Linked DNA regions of Pan troglodytes: region 2 is linked to region 1. The links are chromatin contacts, called in public Hi-C maps. All regions are on one chromosome and are shown on one strand. The core of a region is the stretch at or near the end of the contact, and the rest is flanking DNA. Distances in the headings are between cores, read along the strand shown.

Region 1 (4,509 bases), core at 482-2,981:
TTAATCAAATAGGAATTTGGGAAAAAATCTAAATATGTGCAATGATCTGCTTTTAAAAAATAACTATCTTGTGAAACTCACTAGTTCTTTATAGTATCAAAAGTGATTTTTGGCTGCTGAGGCAGCATGGCACAGAGACTAACAATAAGGCTCAACCTGCCCAGCCTCAAATCTATACAAAATACCTTTGTAACCTTGGACAAGTCGCTTACCTCTTAAAGCCTCAATTTCCGCATCAATAAAATAGGGATAATACTGCATAGGGTTATTGAGGTGATTAAGTGAAATAGTCTATATGAAATGTTTAGACTACGTGTGGTTCACAGGATGCAAATAATGGTGGCTGTTATTTTCCCAGCACATTCCATTTTACAAATAAGAATTTGCAGAAGACCAAGCACAGTGGCATGTGCCTGTAGTCCCAGCTCATTGGTAGGCTGAAGCCAAGGATTCCCTTGAGCCCAAGAGTTCGAGTCCAGCCTCTGCAACGTAGCAAGAGCCCATCTCCAAAAAAAGTTTTTAAATCAAATTTGCAGAACACTGTTTTTTGTGATAAATGGCTTTTATGAAGACATTTCTATATGTAAGAAGTTGTTCTTACTGTTTTGTTCAAAAAGAAGAAAATTTATATCTGGTTTGCTTATAAATTCCAAACTGTAGCACATGTGAAAACAAGCTACATCAACTAAACTTAACTTTCTTTTTTTTTTAGGCCTTGCCTCATTTTATTGTTAAGATTTAGGTAAGTGATATTGCCATCAGATAAGGAGAAAATTGTGTATTATTTTTACAAGGACTGAAAATATGCAAACAAACTATGTTTAGATAAATGCTCTCAATTGAGGTCACTTTATTTTGCTGTCTTTCAGTAAAGACTAGTATAGTTGGCACCTTTGTGCAGCCCAAGGAGGTCTGGAAGGGGGGTTGCATAACCTTCCCATGGGTGGAAAAGGAGGAGGAGGCAGAGTCTGAACTAGTGAGATGACCCAAACTGGTGACTGAGACTTGGTCAGGTAGGTGTGGAGAGCTGACCCGTGGCAGAGGAGTTTGTTCCCTTCACAGGGCAGCGCAAGTGTTTCTTTCAGTAGCTCCACCTCGGTATCTGTCTCCAGGCAATGGACAGTCCTAAGCGGGTGGAGCTCAGGCCCTGTCGTGCTGAACCCCTGTCAGCCTCATTAGAGATGGCACCATGTTCAAGAGGCCAAGAAGAGACCCAGAGCCAGCACACGTGACATGGGGTTTTACTGCAGGGGAGAGTCCAGTGGTGGCAGGCTGGACAAGATAACTGCATGGCCCAGCAGTTAAAGAACCCTAAGTTTCAGGATCTTTCACTGGCAACATCCCATTCCAATGCCCTGTAGCTAATGTGATATTCCTAATTTTGTATGATTTTTCTAAAGAGGACCCCCAAAATTGTATAAGGCTTAGAACCCACAAAAACTGGATCTATCCATGGGTCAGGGACACACACACTGTGAGCCTTCTGCCTTGTATGGTTGCTAGGGTGCTAAAACTCACATTTGATTCTCCCTTGGGAATAGGCATTGCCTGTGTATGCCCCTTCTGTAGCTAGACCTGCATTCCCTAAGAGGACACCTAACCCTTTCCGTGAGGGGGAAGCGAGGCCCAGCGAGGAACTGCTGTCCAGGCATCTTCCTGACCACCAGATGCCATCCTCAGGGTAGAAAGGGCCTCGTTTGTGCAGGAAGGGAGGGCAGGCACTCAGACCTCCAGCAGCTTGCTTTGTGGTTTCTCAGAGGGAGGCCCTACAGAGGAGACCGGGTGGGAGGGAGCCCCGTGTGAGGCTTCACCTGGCTTCAGAATTTCCCCAGTGGAAAATTCTCCTGGAAAAAAAAAAAAAAAACACCGACATATATTCTTGAAAGTGTATCATCTTTGGCAAAACCATAGCTGTGATCTCAAGTTTGAGGAGAATGAGCTGGCCCAGCCTTCAGGGCTGTGCTGATTAAGCCCTGCTTATGCTCAGCCGTAATCACATTCCCTCCCTCTTACTGTGCCGAAGGGCTGGGCTGCTTTGCTCATCAGCCGAAGTGAAATGTATTGAGAAGAAGCAGGAGCGCGGAAAGGCCCCTTTGTATGTGAATATCTTTCTAGCACTGTGCGAAAATCCGGGTTTGAAAATAATTTCCCCTTTCAGTGAAATGCGAGCCAACTTCGCCCCCTAGAGGAGGACCAGAGAATTGTTTAAAATGAGCCCTCAAGGGCATTTTTATTGTTCTGATTGATAATTTGGAAAGATTGTCAGCCTGTAATTAGGTGGGACTTTGAAAGGGGCTTGTCTATGAGGGCATTGTTTAGGGGGGTGTGGGTGTGTGTGCGCGCGCCGCGCGCGCGCGCACGTGCCGTGTTTTGTTTGAGTTTTTGCCTTGAGATGTTATTGTAAACTTGGGGTTGAATACTCTTATAGCTATAAAGAGTAAAATGGTTTAAATGCCACCAGGCTTAAGCCTCACAGCTGTTACATTTATAGTGGACTTTTTTTGGCCAGATTTTCACCACTACGTCTAGTTACAACAAATCATTGTTAGTCTTGAGTTTCGTTTCACTCCTTGGGGTTGTGGCAGACGTAAAGCCCACTAGAAAGCAGGAATTTTCAACCACAAACTGGATATGTATTAGAGATCCTAAATTATAGACTTTAGCTATGTCACCCACATTGAAATCTTTTTGATTTAGTCCTGCTAGTTTATTCGCATCGTTTCATTTACACCTGCTACTAACAACTGCCAGATTCAGTCACAGGTTGACTAGGTAGTAGTTATTTCACTACTGCTTCCTATACTTTTTGTGTATTTTTAAAAGAAAAATGCAAAACAGGCAGAAGAATAAGGGTTGAAGTATAAAAACCTTTCTATGTATTTCATCTTCTGTTAAAATATGATCTTATTCTAACACCTTTGTTAAGCGTTTGTTGATTATTCAGCTGCTTTTAATTACCAAATCTGACCCAATTACTTAGCTTCTAATGTGTTCCCTTTATAAATAAAGCCTTTATAATAAAAATCTTATCTACCATCTTTTGTCTGTAGGTAAATATGTGTATCATCTTCATTGTTCTAGATCTTCATCCCTCAAGTGCAATATACAATCATAGTGTTTATATTAGTAATAATTTTAATGTTTTTTTTCTTTCTCTGCTCTTAGAAACACTGAACTGTACTTCAGTATTTGATGGCATGGCATTGTTAAGAGATCGTTACTCGTGCATCAGCTTAATCGCCTACTGGGGGCTGTTTGCCTTAGAAGGATGTGAAAAGAAAAGAGTGTGCATACATTTTATAGATTATTATAAGTTATTTTTTCAATACTTGACAGGAGCATCTAATGACTACTGATAATATTCTTATATATTTTGTCTACTTTAATTTTTATATATTCTTATATATTTTGTCTAATTTTTCATCTCATGCAAGGAAATAATTTTTTGACAATATAATCTGTTGCTTTTTGACCCAAGTGTTTGGAAACTAATTGCCTGAAATACCAAACAGGCTTTGTTTGGAGAAAGACTGATATATTTTTCCCAGGTCTAGTTCCTGGACGATTCCTCTGTGTTCTTGCTACTTGACTCACTCTGACAAAGTCCAGAGGTGATAATGAGCCCTGGGGAGCTGCAGTTTCTGCTAGACCAGAGTAACTCCAAAGCACGAGCAGGTTGATTGTTTTTGCGTGAACACCCATCTTCCTTGCTTGTGGCCATAGCCACCACCCCGGTTATTGAAGGAGAACACACACACATATACACACACGCATATACACACAGCTGTTAGTACCTTTCTGTCTTCTTGGACATCTGTTCCCTTTCCACTGTTGAAAGTGGCCATTAATCTAGTGTTGAGACAGTCTCATTCATTAATGGTCCCTCAAAGTCAGGTAATTGCAATGCTGAGCAACATCAGGATGGTATCTAAGTTCCCTCTAATTTCAGAGCATTTTCAGGCTTTCATTATTATTCACAAATTATAATACGCTGAAGTTTAGACTCTGCTGACTAGGACAGACAGAGGAGAAGGGTAGGCTTTGGAAGTGGGTACTTGGGATAGGTCAGAATAAGGGTTCGTATTTTTAGTAAGAGCAATGTTTTGGAGACATTTTGATAGAATTTTATGGTAAATGCCAAGAGATGCCCCACCTCTTTCTCCTGGTCCCCCAGCTGCAGCTCACTGGCTCATTTGTCTTTCTCTACACACCAGACTATTCCCTGTCTACCTGGAGCACTGCCTCCAGGTACTCATTGTTGCACCAGCCTGTGTATTTCATGTCCCTACCACAATCCATATTTTCTTGTTTATTTCTTTACTTGAGACCTTGATCTCACACCTAAACTACTGGCCCAGAATATACACTCAGTATTTACTGAGTGAATGTGAAGGAGTGAACGAATGAGAAAGCAAACAAACAAAGGAATATATTCAGAGGCATGACAGGAGCAATGCCCTTTATAACCACAATTTAAGGTGAAAGCCACTAAAACAGCAATGCAATACT
Region 2 (4,734 bases), core at 2,186-4,685, 65 kb before region 1:
GCAGCCTCCGACTGAGCAGAAAAACCAGTTTGGAAGACACTTATTCCCAGGTGACCTACTCAAAAGGAGGGAGCTCTCCCTGCCTTCCAGGGCAGGTCCAGACAAAGAGTGAAGCCATGTGCAATAGGACCAATAAAATCCACAGGGAGCAAAGCTGATATCCCAAAAATGTTGTTCTGAAGTGAGATCTCCATCTCTAAACAAATAAAATAAAAAATTGTTCTGAAGTCTGTGGAGACCTGATCACCGAGAGACTGACTGATTTGCCTCACTTTTTAATTTCTTCACCATCTCTTTCTGACTCATCCTTTAGCTACGGTGTTGTTATTGAATATTAAATAGAAATTCACAGTAGATTGACATATGAATTGCAATTCATTAAAAAAAAACAACTGACCTGAATTATAAAACCACTTCTCTTGCTTGTCTCGTGAGGGATTAAATGGCCAAGAAAGCCACTTTTTAAAACTAAAATCTAATTTCCATAGAATTGGGACTTTAGAGCCATTCTCTTACAATCCCTTTATTTTAAAGACAAGCAGAGACCCAGCAAAGTTAAGTGACTGTCTCAAATTTACACAGCTTGTTAATGGCAAAGCCAGGACTTAATCCCAAAGACCTTATCTCATAAAGCATAAATTTCACTCCACTCCACTGACACTCTTTCATAGGAAACTGATTTATTTGTTTTGAATGCCACTGGGTGAGGGGGTAGAAAATAGTTCATTAACTATTTTATAGCAAGAACATAAAAAAAAGGAAAAAAAATGTTAAAAGAAGGCTAGAGAAAGAAAAAAAAATAAGAAACCAAACAGGCTCGTGGAATTTGGCCCAACAGCATAGGGAACTCTGTAGACAATGTAGATCCACCCAGTTATCACAAATATGAGCAAAGGAGCTGCAATATTTATTCCTCCACACTGGCTAAAGGCTAGGGATGGAGGTGGAGGACATTAATTCTACACATTTCCAGCTGCCCTGTGCCCAGGCAAAGCAAATCCTGCAGCTGGAGCTGGTACTCTGAGAATATGATGTGGGTGCTGGCGGGAGGGAATGAAAGCATGCCTGGAACCAGTGTGCACGAAACTGGAAAAGGACTGGAGGGGGTATCGCCAAGCACTGGCAGCAAGTGCTGGAATTAGGCATGTACTTTAATATAAACTAGAGTAGAAGATTGATGCTTGCTTTTCAAACCCATGATTACATGCTTGGAGTTACTAACTGCCAGGGTAATATATGTACAAAATAACAAAAGTGAGTCAATAAGAAATATAAATAAAAAATAGGAATTACAGTTGTATGAAAATGGAATGTGAATCCTTTAAGTTTGGGAAACATCAGCAGAGTAGAAAGGACACTGGATCGAGGGCATCGATAAAAGCACAAAGTATTGGGTCAGCCAGCCAAGGTTTGAATCCTGGCTCTGCCAGTTTTGCTCTGTAAGACCTAACCTTCCTGTGACTACGTCCTTAGGTTGTTAGGAGGATTAAAAGGTTTAATATATGTAAAGCACTTAAAGCAACATCTGCTATGCAGAAAGTGCTGGTTAAGTATTAGCTCTTATCATTCCTGCCTTGCTATTAGGTTGATGCAAAAGTAATTGCGGTAATAACTTCTGTACTAACCTAATACTATCTCGATCAGTGCTTCTCAAACTATCTGTGATATTTTATTTTCAATCTGTTGCAGGCTGATGCCTTTCCACATAAAAGAAAAACGAAATAGACATAAAATACAAAGCTGCATTTTAAACGATTTAACAGACATAAAATTACTCTGTCAAATTGCTGTAAGTTTCTACATGCTCATCTGCAATTTCTATGCTCATCCCTTTGTAGATGGGTAACGGTTTGCAGACTGTCACTATTCTATGAACCACACTTTGAACAGCACTCAACTAGAAAAACCTTCCACAAGCCGCTTAAGTTACTGGTGGCAATACGTGGTGTTCCAGCTTCCAGGTTTTTTCAAGAGACTAATGAGAGAAAAGTAAGAGTAAGTACATGAAAGCACTTATTAAACTATAAAGTGTCCCAGGAAGGAAAATTAGTAGCATAGCTTAGAGGAGTCTATTCTGTGGTCTGTGGCCAAAAAATACAAACTCCAGTATGCCACCCCTCAGTCCCTGTGGTGTCAAGCTGTTCTGTTTCAGGTGTATCATTTGAACTGTTAGTACTTGTGAATCAGTCAAGCATTTCCTAATGCTGAACAGAACAGGAAATAAAGACCCCTCTGGCAGTCTGTGGCTTGCATCCCACAAACCATCGCCATCCGCAGCTTGCTAAGACCACACTCCTGGGGCAAGGCATGCATTCATACACCTACTCTACCTGTGACACCTCTTCTACATGTGCAAATGATTTCACTAAGCCTGAAACTTGCTTAGGGGTCAGAAGGAAAGCAAGAGGGAATATAATGCCCTGACTGCAGTCCCTAGTTCCCAGATTCCCCAGGGCCCACTTGTCCTCAGTTGGTGAAACTCAATACACAGACATCCCTCACCAATGCTTTCAGACTCCATTTCAACTGTGGACTCTGCCCACACTGGTTCTAAGTGACCTACTTTGGCCTCACCTCTTTTCTCTCCACCCTGTCAAACAAGAAAGCGGCTACCTAGGAATACTCTAAAAGTCCGCTGAGTGGTTTTCTGAACATCCAGCTTCTTTACTCTTTCTGGGCAAGCCCCCTGTCTGATTCATCTTTGTACCTCTCCCATCACCTTTAGCATCGCAGTTGGTACACAGCGGGTGCTTGGTAATGTTTGTCGAATGGCCGAAGGAATAGTACAAAATCTATGGAAGCAGAAATGGCTCCTCCATTTACCCGACCTTGAACCCTTCCAGAAAAGACCAACCAAATCCCATTAATTCATTAGGCAGAACTCTGCCAGGTACTGGACATTCGGAAACAAATTTCAGGGGTTCGGGGCAGATGGACGGGAAGCTCATGGTGGGTGGATGTACTACAAATTCTATAATCCGCAGTTATACCTCCACTTTCTGGGAAACGTCTCTCCGTGGCCCCAGGGCCCTTTAAATGTTACTATGAGTGTTTTCCTCCATAGTTTCTGGAACAGAACCAAACTTTCGTGTAGGGGTTTGGCAGCGCTCATCCTCACAGCCCTGGGGACCGCTGGCACAGGGGCAAGCGAGGCGTTCGCACGCGAAGGAAACTTGCGAGGAGTCAGGGCGGCCCCGCGCGAGGGCGGGTCGGAGAGTGGGGGGCCTCAAGTCCTAGAACTTCAGGTCCTCCATGAGAATTAGAGGAAGGGGGATGGCCAAAGACGACCAGACGTCCACCGAGCTTCCCCAGGCCAGGCCTCGCCCCTCCTCCTGCGGGGCCACAACGCGGGCTCCCCGGCCCGGGGCAGCACAGCCAGGGCGTCCGGGCGGGAGGCAGGGCCCGGCGCGGAGGAAGGAGCCCGGGGCCGCCGCCGCCCCGCCCACCCCAGCGAGGCGGAGCCGGCGCCCGGAGGAGCAAGAGGAGGAGGAGGAGAGGTCGGAGCCGTCTCCAGGAGCCCTTAGAGACCGAGTCCCGGCGGCGACGGCGGGGCAGCGCACCGGCAGGCGGGTGAGTACCAAGCGGCGGGCGCGGGTGGTGAGTCGGGTCCCCGCGGGGTCGGGGCGCGGCGCGGGGCGTCGGCCAGCGAGTTCGGGGGCCGCCTCCGAGTCCCGGGTGCTGGGAAGCGAGATGGAGGGAGGGAGCGGAGGAAGGAAGGAAGGAGGGGAGAGTGTCCTGCTGGAGGGCGGGGACTGGTCTGAGCGCTGGGCGCCGGAGACCGGGGGGAGGGGGAGGAAGGGGCCAAGGGACACCGAGACCCAGAGGCAGAAACGCGCGCCCTCGACGGGCGGCCGCCCGAGGTTGCGGGAAGCCGCCCCCACGGCTGTGGCTGGGGCTAGGGCTGGGGGTGGAAGGAAAGGTCTCCCCTTGAGCTCGCTTGCCTCCTCGCCAGCCTGCGGCCGTGCGCCCCGCGCCGGGGTGGGAGGCCCCCAGTGTTCCCAGCCGTGGCTTGTGGTGGTGTCAGGCGTTGGAGGAGGGCTGGCATGTGGGGGCGACAGGGACGCCACGCCCCTCTGCCTACTTTCTACCTCCCGGGACCAGCCGGCGGGAGCGCAGCCTTGGAATCCGCTGGGCGCTGGGGGTCTAGCAGGGAAATAGCGGGTCGCAGAGGGGAGAGCCCATATGACGCACCCCGCGAGGGACCCCCGAGTGGGGACCCGAGGCTGCTTTTCTGCAGACTGTATTTGCAAGTGGTAAGGGGGAGGTTGAGGCTTAGTCTTGGGTGATTTTTTTTTTAAATTATTGCCCCGACAGTTATCCCGTGGGGCAGGGTGACTTCTGTTTTTCATTTTAATTAGGGCATATCAATTAAAGCTGACTTTAAAACGCTGTCACTTAGCACCTCCCGTCACTCACTCGTCCCTCGCTTTGTGTGTCCTGTAAACTTGGCTTAAATCATTCATAACTCACGATAAGGAAGCCGTGATTCTTGTTCACGTCGCCGCAGTGGAGTGAAACTTTGCCCAACTGAGACTGAGTGGAGGCATTGCTGCGGCCGGTCATCTGGTGGTCATCCTGCCGGGCGTGGTTGTATACAAACAAGTGGGTCGAGAAGGAAATCTCTGAACACCAGAGGTAGAAGGGAGGTTCCTGCGCCCACGTGTCAGGGCGCGTTTAATGGCTGCTCCCAGCGGAAACAAACGGGAATTTATTAGACCGTGTGGAGTTGGACAA

Evidence for each region. A called contact is a pair of places that touch in the nucleus more often than the background predicts.
Region 2: a contact with region 1 is called in a Hi-C map of stem cell-derived neural progenitor cells, with 4 times the contacts expected there. The contact joins the promoter of GNG12 here to the enhancer-like site in region 1. A contact is called at or near these places in 4 of 7 Hi-C or Micro-C datasets (blood, induced pluripotent stem cells and stem cell-derived neural progenitor cells) and 1 of 1 datasets of contacts at active chromatin or transcription factors (stem cell-derived excitatory neurons).

Annotation. Positions count from the first base shown.
Region 1 is chr1:163,218,315-163,222,823 of NHGRI_mPanTro3-v2.0_pri, forward strand. It overlaps GNG12 (G protein subunit gamma 12), which reads left to right. Exons shown (of 5, transcript XM_009460436.5): 3 at 713-742. Among named protein-coding and RNA genes, the nearest start is that of GNG12, 66 kb to the left of the region's middle. Within about 2 kb of position 1,732, at least 15 of the 24 cell types and tissues checked have an H3K27ac peak or open chromatin away from gene starts, as enhancers often do. A contact at or near this core is called in induced pluripotent stem cells, stem cell-derived excitatory neurons and stem cell-derived neural progenitor cells, where this site is marked.
Region 2 is chr1:163,151,489-163,156,222 of NHGRI_mPanTro3-v2.0_pri, forward strand. GNG12 (G protein subunit gamma 12) reads left to right here and starts at 3,436. Exons shown (of 5, transcript XM_009460436.5): 1 at 3,436-3,570.